Regions from separate parts of the Drosophila melanogaster genome. Here region 1 is linked to region 2. A link is a contact called in public targeted proximity ligation data. All regions are on one chromosome and are shown on one strand. The core of a region is the stretch at or near the end of the contact, and the rest is flanking DNA. Distances in the headings are between cores, read along the strand shown.

Region 1 (4,292 bases), core at 906-3,405, 100 kb after region 2:
AGTCTTCTGGTTTTATTTTTCATATAGTCGTCTCAGTTTCCTTCGCTCTTTTACGACAGCGATTTTATGTTTATTAAATACAAATTCCAAAACTTATCGTGCGGCTTATAAGAAAGCAGGTTGGCCTTTCAGCTCAGACTTCAAGGCGGTGGGCATGGTGTTTTTTTTTTTAGTTCGGGGCGTCCGTATAGTATTGTCGTAAATTTTTGGTAACCCAGCCCCATCGCAGGTAAACAAAATAAACGATTTTCACTTTTTTCTTCGGCTTCTCGCTCGGTCAGTTGAGTCCAGGTGGGTTTTTATGTTTTCTATGCTTTGATTAGTTTTTGTTATTTTAATTAGTTTTCAGTGGCATTTTATTTCGTATCGTCATTTTCTATCCCGAATTCTAAAACCACAAGACTACAGTGAAACGAGAAAGCGAGAGTTTTCCTTTGTCGTGCCGCAATTTTGTTTATTGTTTAAATGCTGGCTGTCTTCTGGCGATTTTTGTAACTTGATTGAACGAAAGTTTCAAGATTAGAAGATGTTTTTGCCCGGGGCAAACCGATGCCTTAGGTCATATTAATGAATTAATCTTGGTCAAGAACTTAGTTTCTTCCTTAAAAAGTCGTTGTAATCAAACTAAATGTCAGCTTTGATCATGTTTACCGATCAGATTATGCTGTCTTCTTTAAAAATGTTTTAATTAAAATTAATGATGAAAGTCCAGTCATAGCTCATTAATAAGTTTAAACTGATATGTCTGCGAACGTTCTGCATTTCTAACTTTCTCACTGCCCATCTGCAAAATGTTAAAGACATAAAAATATCTATAAAATGTTCACAACTAAGTTTAATCCCAACAAGATATATTTCCCATAAATGTCACCCAAAACTGCAGCAAGATGCACAAGAAGCCTGAGATGAGACGAAGAACCAAATGGAACTATAATTTTCGGAACAGAGGAATAACAAAGAAAAGCCCGCACAGAATTGGAAACTAAATAAAGATTTATTCAGCACACACAAAACTAAATTTATCCTATAGTTTTTCCAGGGTGACTTCCCTCAACTCCAAGTACAGTGAATGTTCTCATTAGGCACTTTATCTTAATTTTGGGCAAGGTGTTAGAAGTTTTAACAGAACATCGAACTAAAATTAGGTAGTTCTTTTGAACTTAAAACAGTTATAGATAGACATGAAATAAATATTTATACCACTGTTTCCTATAAGTTAACAATATCTTCTATTCTTAGGATTTATAACTTGTCCAAAAAGGTGAAAAATCCGAGACTCACCCTATTGCATTCCAAGGCGGCGGCCGAGTGCTCCTCCCGCTGTCGAAAACAGTGGCTGCACTTGCTCTTGTTGAAAATGTTCGGCGTGAACTTGCGGCAGTCGGCGGTGCGAGCGTTTGTTGTTGCTCCTGCCGCGCCTGTTGTTGTTGGAGTGGGTGGTGCCGATTTCGAGGGGGCGGCAGGCACCGTTGTTGTTATTGTCGTGGTTGACATTTCGCTAGTGCGCTGCTGCGTCGGTTCAACAAACAAAAAGAGTGGGGAAACTTGCAGAGGAGAAAGAGAGTGCGGAAATGGTGGTACTTTTAGAGTTTTCGCAGAAATGGCATGGCTATTATTTTTAACTCGATTTGTTTTGTTTTTCGTTTACTTTTTGCAAGGACGCGAAGTTACGTTAACCAAAACATTGGCTTGTTTTTGTTTTGGCTCTAAAAGCCAGCCTTTCTTAACTATTTCGGCACTTCAGAATTTATCAGCTCTGATAAACTTCTTATTTTCGGGTATTTGGTTACACGCTCAGTGAGAGAGCGAAAAAGAGAGATGGGGAAATTATTCAATTTCGCTTTGCACTTCGCTTTCTTAGCTTTGGCACACATGCACACAATTACGCACAAAAACACACACGGACGCCCGCGTAAGCCCAACAAATACACATACACTCGCGCACGCGAGAACCAGAGCAGAAGTTTGGGGCTTTTTCTTCTTTGGCCTTCTTCGCCGCCTTTTGTTTTGTTTTTTTTTTCTTTCGTATTACTCGTATTTTTGTTGTTATTTTTAGTGGTATATTCGTCGACCCGGTATTATTTGTTTTATGCTCGCGCGGAAAACGCGCTCTTTTTTTGAAGCACCGTTCGCGCACGCTGCTCAAAACGGAATGAGCAATCGCACCGATTCACCGAAAAATACTGAAACATGTTGAGACACAAAAAATACTGAAACATGCTGAAACAGGGAGAAATACCGCAAACAAGTAACTATGGGAATTAATTTTCGTCAAGTTTGCGTATATATACCCTTTCGAATAATATGTATTTAATATTCATATTTATTTATACTTCATATGGAATGTCTTTCGTACTTTAGAAAATAAGTCAAAAATAGTTTAGGAACTATAAACTATATAGCTCAATCTATTAATCTTCAGTAAACTTTCTGAAAGGGTATAACATTCCGCTCTCTCTCTGCACATGTTCTCTTTTGTCGGCAATGTTAACCGTTTCTGTTTGCAGCAACAGCTTCTGTTGAGGTAAATGTTAAGTTAACAGTTTACGATTTTTCTTTTAAAGTTTGTTGAATTGCCCAAAAACTAAAGATAAAAGGATAAAATGCTACAAAAATAACTTACTTAGGTAAAGCTGACTAATCTTGTTAATCATGAGTTACAGAATAGCCAAGTTACAAATAATATGATTTTTTGGTTTATTATTGCTTTTTAAAGTATTATTCGTATATTTCTTCTAAATCTTAATTTGTTATCCAGGGATTACATACTTTTGTTAAGCAATAAAATGCATCAACAAATAGTATGTTCTATTTATTCAAACGTTAAGCTACGAATCTGCAAAAGCAATCGACAGACTAGTTAGTTGCATCCATTTCCAACTGCCATATGAATAAACGTTAATTTAAATAAATTAAAAATAATTTAAAGTAAAGGGGTGAACTTAAAATAGAGTATTTTGAAATTGTGCGAATAAATCTATGATATGCGAACAATGATTAAAATTTTTGTATTTGTCAACGAGACAAAAATTTCCTTAAGTGATACTCAAAGTTTGTTGATAAATAAAAATCCGGCAAACAAAAATATCCGAATCGGTGGATGTTAACCGATTGAATCTCTAAGCGCGCAATGTTAGTTTCACAGTCGAATTCCTCTCATAGTGTTGGTAGAGCCTCATGCACTTGTTGCTTCATGTTGCAAGGTAAAGCAATAAATGTTGCTGGCGATTTTAACAACGAATAATAAATTCTATTGTAGTTATAATTTCTATATATATAAAGGTTCCTGAATTTACGTCAAGGGAATTTAATAGTTTTAAAATAAACTTATTTTAGGTGTATGTTGTTAAAAACTATAAAACTAGACTTTCAGAAGTTTTCAACATTTTCTTTAGCAACATGCTGCTAAGCTTGCCACACGAATGTTGCCACACTTCCGTCTTGTAATTGATGAGGTTTTTGACTCTCGAACTGGAAAAATGAATTATGCTGGTGGAAAAATCAAAGCCGGCAAAGGCAATCATTTCATGCCACAGACAATTTGTTTACAGATCTCGCCAGAAAAGGCCAATGCAACAACAAGAGCAAGCGGTACCCATAACAATAACAATTAACTGCACACTTCATTAACAACCTCGGTCAACAAATTTTCAAGTGCGATGCAGAACAGAAGGAGAAGGCAATAGAGATAAACCCTTTTCAGGCACCACAAAAATATAAATAAAAGGCAATGCACTGCGGAAAAAATGACACATATTTAAAGCACATTATATAAAAACAATATGCTTTTGGTAAATGTATAAACAGTATAACAATTAATAATAAATTGGATTGAACTTAATAAAAAAAATTAGGAGTAATGTCAAATTACAACATATGGAAATTTATGTGCTTATACCACGTTTTTTTCTCTGTGTAGAACGAAAATTGATTAATTACGCTTGTCAAGGGTTCTGGCATTTGATGGGGCTTGCGGGGAGAGGTAAAGGCCGCAGGGAACGAGGTAAAAAGGAGTCGGCCCTCGATCAAATATTTTGACTGCCACCTACCATATGGGGGGCTCTGTGTGTAATGAGGGGTAAAGATGGGGGGGGGGGGTTCGGGATCTCGCAACGGAAAGACTAATGTCTGGCGCTGCCCTCAAAGAATTAAGGAGGAGGAGCCGGTGAGAATAAAGGTGAAATGAAGAAGCGACGTAAGTCCCAACATTATTCACTTCCATACGTTTTATTGAGTTTGGATGATCGAAGTGGTATTTATAACATTTTTATATTATACAAATTAATACTTAT
Region 2 (4,613 bases), core at 1,104-3,603:
GAATGAATGAATGAATGAATGAATGAATAAGCGAGTGCGAGTACAGCCCCTTCTGCCAAGCAAACCCCCCTGTCCACCAGTTGATGGCCACCTCGAATACGCCCGTTGGGTTCGCCTGATGCTTCTACGAGATTGATGGCCAAAATGGCTGTTGAAACAACGGCAAAGCGAACAGGCAGCAGTGACTGCCGCTCAATGAAGAAAAATAATCACCAACATCATTTATTTTCCGTTTTGCCTGCCGACGTCGTACAGCACACATCAATCTTTTGCAACAGCAACAGCCAACTATCGACCATGACCAGGCCTGGACTCTGGCTGAAAACAGGGGGATTGAGATTGGTAACCGGGAACTGGGAACTGGGACTTTTGGCCGTGATGTATACTTTTGTGAGCCTGACAGCTTCTGACGTGGATGTGGACGTGGACGAGAAGCCAGGCTTCAGCTTGATGTTTGATGCTTGATGCTAGGAGCCTCCTGGAGGTTGGAGGATTGGGGAGTTTCTGGACTGACAGACGACTTTTGACGTTTGCCTGCAATTAACGATACCATCCCACTGGCTCAGTGTTGAAAAATGACTGCAGCTGCAGGTGAAAATGGCACGCCAGAGTGTTGGTTAATGACACGACAACAGTTCGAGTCAGCCAGCGAAGAAAACGACCCCTCCCCCGCATTTAAATCATTAATCCCAATGACAAGGACCCCACACACGCAGCCCCATCACTCAGCCAGAGTGATGTCAAAGATAGACGAGCAGCCCGAAGCAGCGGAGAACGTTTCTAGAAGTGGAAGTTGGATGTGTCAGGAGCAGGGGGAGCATCCTCGGAGATGGATCTGGGGTCGGAGTCAGTGTCTAGGAGTCGCGTCCTCGTTTGCTGAGACTAATTTGTGGCTCTCTTCTGAGACGCCCACTATGCGAGCCATTACACTTTGAGAAAATACTGAAATAAAATACATTCAGATTTTTCAGATATTATTTTTTAGTTTTATAATAAAAATAAATAATTTTCTATTTGCTTAAATTTATGGAGATTACATTTCATATTATTTCGAGCTATACAAGAAAAGATTTTCCACAGTGCAGCCACGATTTTTTGATCCTTGTTGAGGCTCGTTATGTGACTGGTGACTTGGTTTTGTTGCCAGTCACTTGAAAAGTCATTAATCATTTTGGGGGATTTCGCTTTTTGCGCCATTTGGGGCGTAGTTGTGCGCCGAGCTGTCGGAGTCGCTGGATTTCGACTCGGAGTGCTGCAGAAATCCATCACGCACCCAAATGGCAGCCACTCGCATCAGCCACCACCACCCAACACAGGCAACACATTCAAAGAGGCAACAGCCAACAGCTAACAGCCAACATCAATGTCAACGTCAGGCGGCGGAGCAGGACGCGGATGTGTTCGCGGATGGGAGCGCGGATGTGTGCGCGGATGTGAGCGCGGACAAGGCGACGGCAGCGACGTCTGACAGGCGGAAGAAAAGAGTCACCCATCAAGTGAGCTTGGCAAAAAGGACGAGGTGGGGTAGAGCAGTCACTGAATGAAAGTGCTTTGTGATTAGGAGTCAAAGCATATGCTTTTTAATTTGCATGTCAGCTCGCGGTGCCAGATGATGTTCTACACGCGCGGCTTAGATTAGGATGCCTGTCTATTCTACCATGCCTGTCTATTCTAGTCAGCAGGTTACTATCCGCAATTTGTGTTCTTGCCATGTGAGCTTTTTGGGAAAATTGTAGCTTAAACGGATTCGTGAAAACTGGAAAGCAAAGGGTTCAAGTGGGCATATTTGTTGAACCGACGTAGATGTAACTTGCAGTTGATCGTCAATAGAGGAAAAGGGATGATCATCATCAAAACATAATATATCTTTATACCTAAAACAAAAATGAACGCTATTCCTATCAGGAAGTATTTAGGTAGAGTGAGTGCTAAGAAGAATTTTCAATTGTATGCTTAAACTCAACCTTCTAACTCTCACAGTTCCCGAGATGTTATTGGTTGTCGATTTGTGCATTCCTTTCTACCATGTGCAAAAAACTAACAAATCTTTTCTAAAATGCGCTGCTTTATTACCACTTGATGTCAATTGTATTCTTTTCATGATCAGTTAACCTCTTCTTCCAATGTTGTAATGAACAGGTTTGCCGTTTCGCATCAGCTCCGTGATTGGATAGCTACCTCCTTGGGCGGCGTCGGCGGTGGGTTCGCACTGTGGGACATTACCAAAAACTGGAGCGGCAGTCATCAGGACAACGGCCAAAACGGCAAAAAGAACAGCCTGGTGAAGATGGTTTTAATTGTTTAATTAACTCATAATGGATTGAGAAATCTGTTAAACTCACCAACAACTTCATCTTGCGAGATTTGAATTTAAAGAATGTGTTTTCTGCAGAGTGCAATGCTTTTTATACCCCAGAGAAGTTTCTTATCGCTTCCACAGTATGATCATTACACGCTAAAGCCGCGATAATTGGGAGCTGGGTTATATTGTAACTCGGTGGAAGAACATAAATATTTCCAAAGAATCGCAATAATCAAGAATATTGTTTTTCCTGGTATTACTGCATTGGAGAATTACCAATATTCATCATAGGCTCTTACTATATTGGGGCTTTATATGGGGGTTCTATATATGATTAATCAACCTCTTCGTGCGGTATTGTATTTAATAGGTTTGCCCTTCCGGTTTGCACATTGTGGCAGATTCGCGAAAACTGGAACGGTAGTCATCAGGACAACAGCCAAAACGGCGAAAAGAACAGCTTGATGAAATTGATTTAGTGTTAAATAAAATTATTATAATCACTCAATCTGTCCAACTTACGAACAACTTCATCTGCACAGTAACACATTTTTATTGGGAGTTTTAACTATTCTAGTGTCTTTGATATAACTATTAATTTCTCAAGGTCATGCTTTTCCAATATGTTACGATTTCTTTTTTTATTGAAATTCACTGGTCAAGGCAATGAGATATATTTTCCGTCCAACAAAACGAATTGCCTACCCTTAAACTGTTTTCTTATTTTAACTAATTCCACCAACGTTATAATTTTATAAAAGTTTAACTAAAAATGCCTTCATTCAAATATATTGCTCCATCTAGCGACAATGGACAGCAATGAGATAATAAAGGGTTATTTTACATATAGGCTACAAATGGTTAACGTTATTACGCGTGTAAATTTACATATAGCTAAGTTTCGAACTACGATGGTTGGTGTATTGTCTACACCAACTTAACGAAGTAGCGGCGACACCACCAAACTTATCGAAGGGTTGACAGGACTGTAAAACTTCTGTTAACTAAGGAACTTTGCATTCTGTAACAAGAAAATAATCCTTTTGTATTTAAAATAAGTTGTTAGGAAGGAGAATCCTGCGTCGGGTAGGTCTCCTTTTTAATACTTTCTAACTTACTTAGAAATCAGCCATTTAACCAAGGCAGAAATGAAAAAAAAATTTCTAAGAACTTTGATTTTTTGCAGAAAGAGTGGAAGGAAATGTATAAAATATGTACATTTTCCAAGAAGTTCCTATTTTCAAAAAAGTGTTTGGGATGTTGGTGAAACATGATTTAATGGCAATATAGATATTAAAAGTGATTTTAGTAATGCTTTAAAATGACAAATTATGGCTTGTGACTTGTGCCAAAGAAAGTCACCAGAAACGTAAAGGTACTAAAAGTTCCTGCTGCCTGTCACCTGCCTGCCACTCGGCCATCGAGATCGTCTGCTAAAAGCCGGGCAATTAATAACGCGCACACCCCTCGCGAAACCCAAAGCTAGTCACTTAACGCTAATACTCTAGAGGCGCGGTGACTAATTAAAACAGCAGTTAAATTAGCAAAGTAAAGCTGGGCGAGTAGTTGACAAATTGTCAGCCAGATCTCCACACAAACCAAACCGATCCTATTCGAATTGAAACCCGCCGCATCTATCAGCGGCGACAGAAACACTTTGCCTGTCGTCTGCCGGCTTGTTGGTTTCTTGGTTTGTTTGTTTGGCTTTAGCCATCTGGCGGACACTATGAGTTGGCCAATTCTGCGCCATAAGATGCCGTTAAATGGACACGCAGCGCGAGCCACATCTGGAGAACGAGCTAATGCCAAATCCAGAGTCAGAGCTAGAGCCTCGGACTGGCGGCGAGTTCTCGCTCTGCGTAGCCAGAGATGCTTCCTGTTTGATAAATTTGAAAATCAATTGAAAATGCCTGAAAGGCCGACGCATCTTGGTGGGAGACAGACGGACACACACACAAGCCGAGAGAGATTCGCGGAAAAGCAGCTGGAAGCTGTTCCGACTCGAATCGGAGATGCTGCCCCCTGGGAACTGGAAGTCAACTGCTTATGTAGGACAGGAATTAAATCAGCCGAATCATTTTAAAGTATTTAGGATTAATACTGAGTTTTGGATGTTCTAATTATTTCGGCTGGGCTTTGACAAGTTTTTATTTCATAGCAATGGACATTAGGAATTTTCTAGGAACAATTGATATTCCTGAGGACAGTAATCTCACATTTAGTAGCACTCAATATACCTGTCACTAACTGAAGTCACTCCATAAGCACGCACTGGCATTCGCATCTCTGGCACTGGCCATAACCTAGAATA

The links.
Region 1: a contact with region 2 is called in a targeted proximity ligation map of the Kc167 cell line, with 4 times the contacts expected there. A contact is called at or near these places in 15 of 107 Hi-C or Micro-C datasets (the Clone 8 cell line, the Kc167 cell line, the OSC cell line and 7 more) and 1 of 7 datasets of targeted methods (the Kc167 cell line).

What each region holds. Positions count from the first base shown.
Region 1 is chr2L:14,687,185-14,691,476 of dm6, forward strand. osp (outspread) reads right to left here and starts at 2,156. Exons shown (of 12, transcript NM_001169504.2): 1 at 1,282-2,156. The coding sequence starts at 1,494.
Region 2 is chr2L:14,585,881-14,590,493 of dm6, forward strand. It overlaps CG42680, which reads right to left and starts at 2,354. Exons shown (of 2, transcript NM_001201881.2): 1 at 2,343-2,354; 2 at 2,040-2,278. The coding sequence starts at 2,354. The coding sequence ends at 2,108.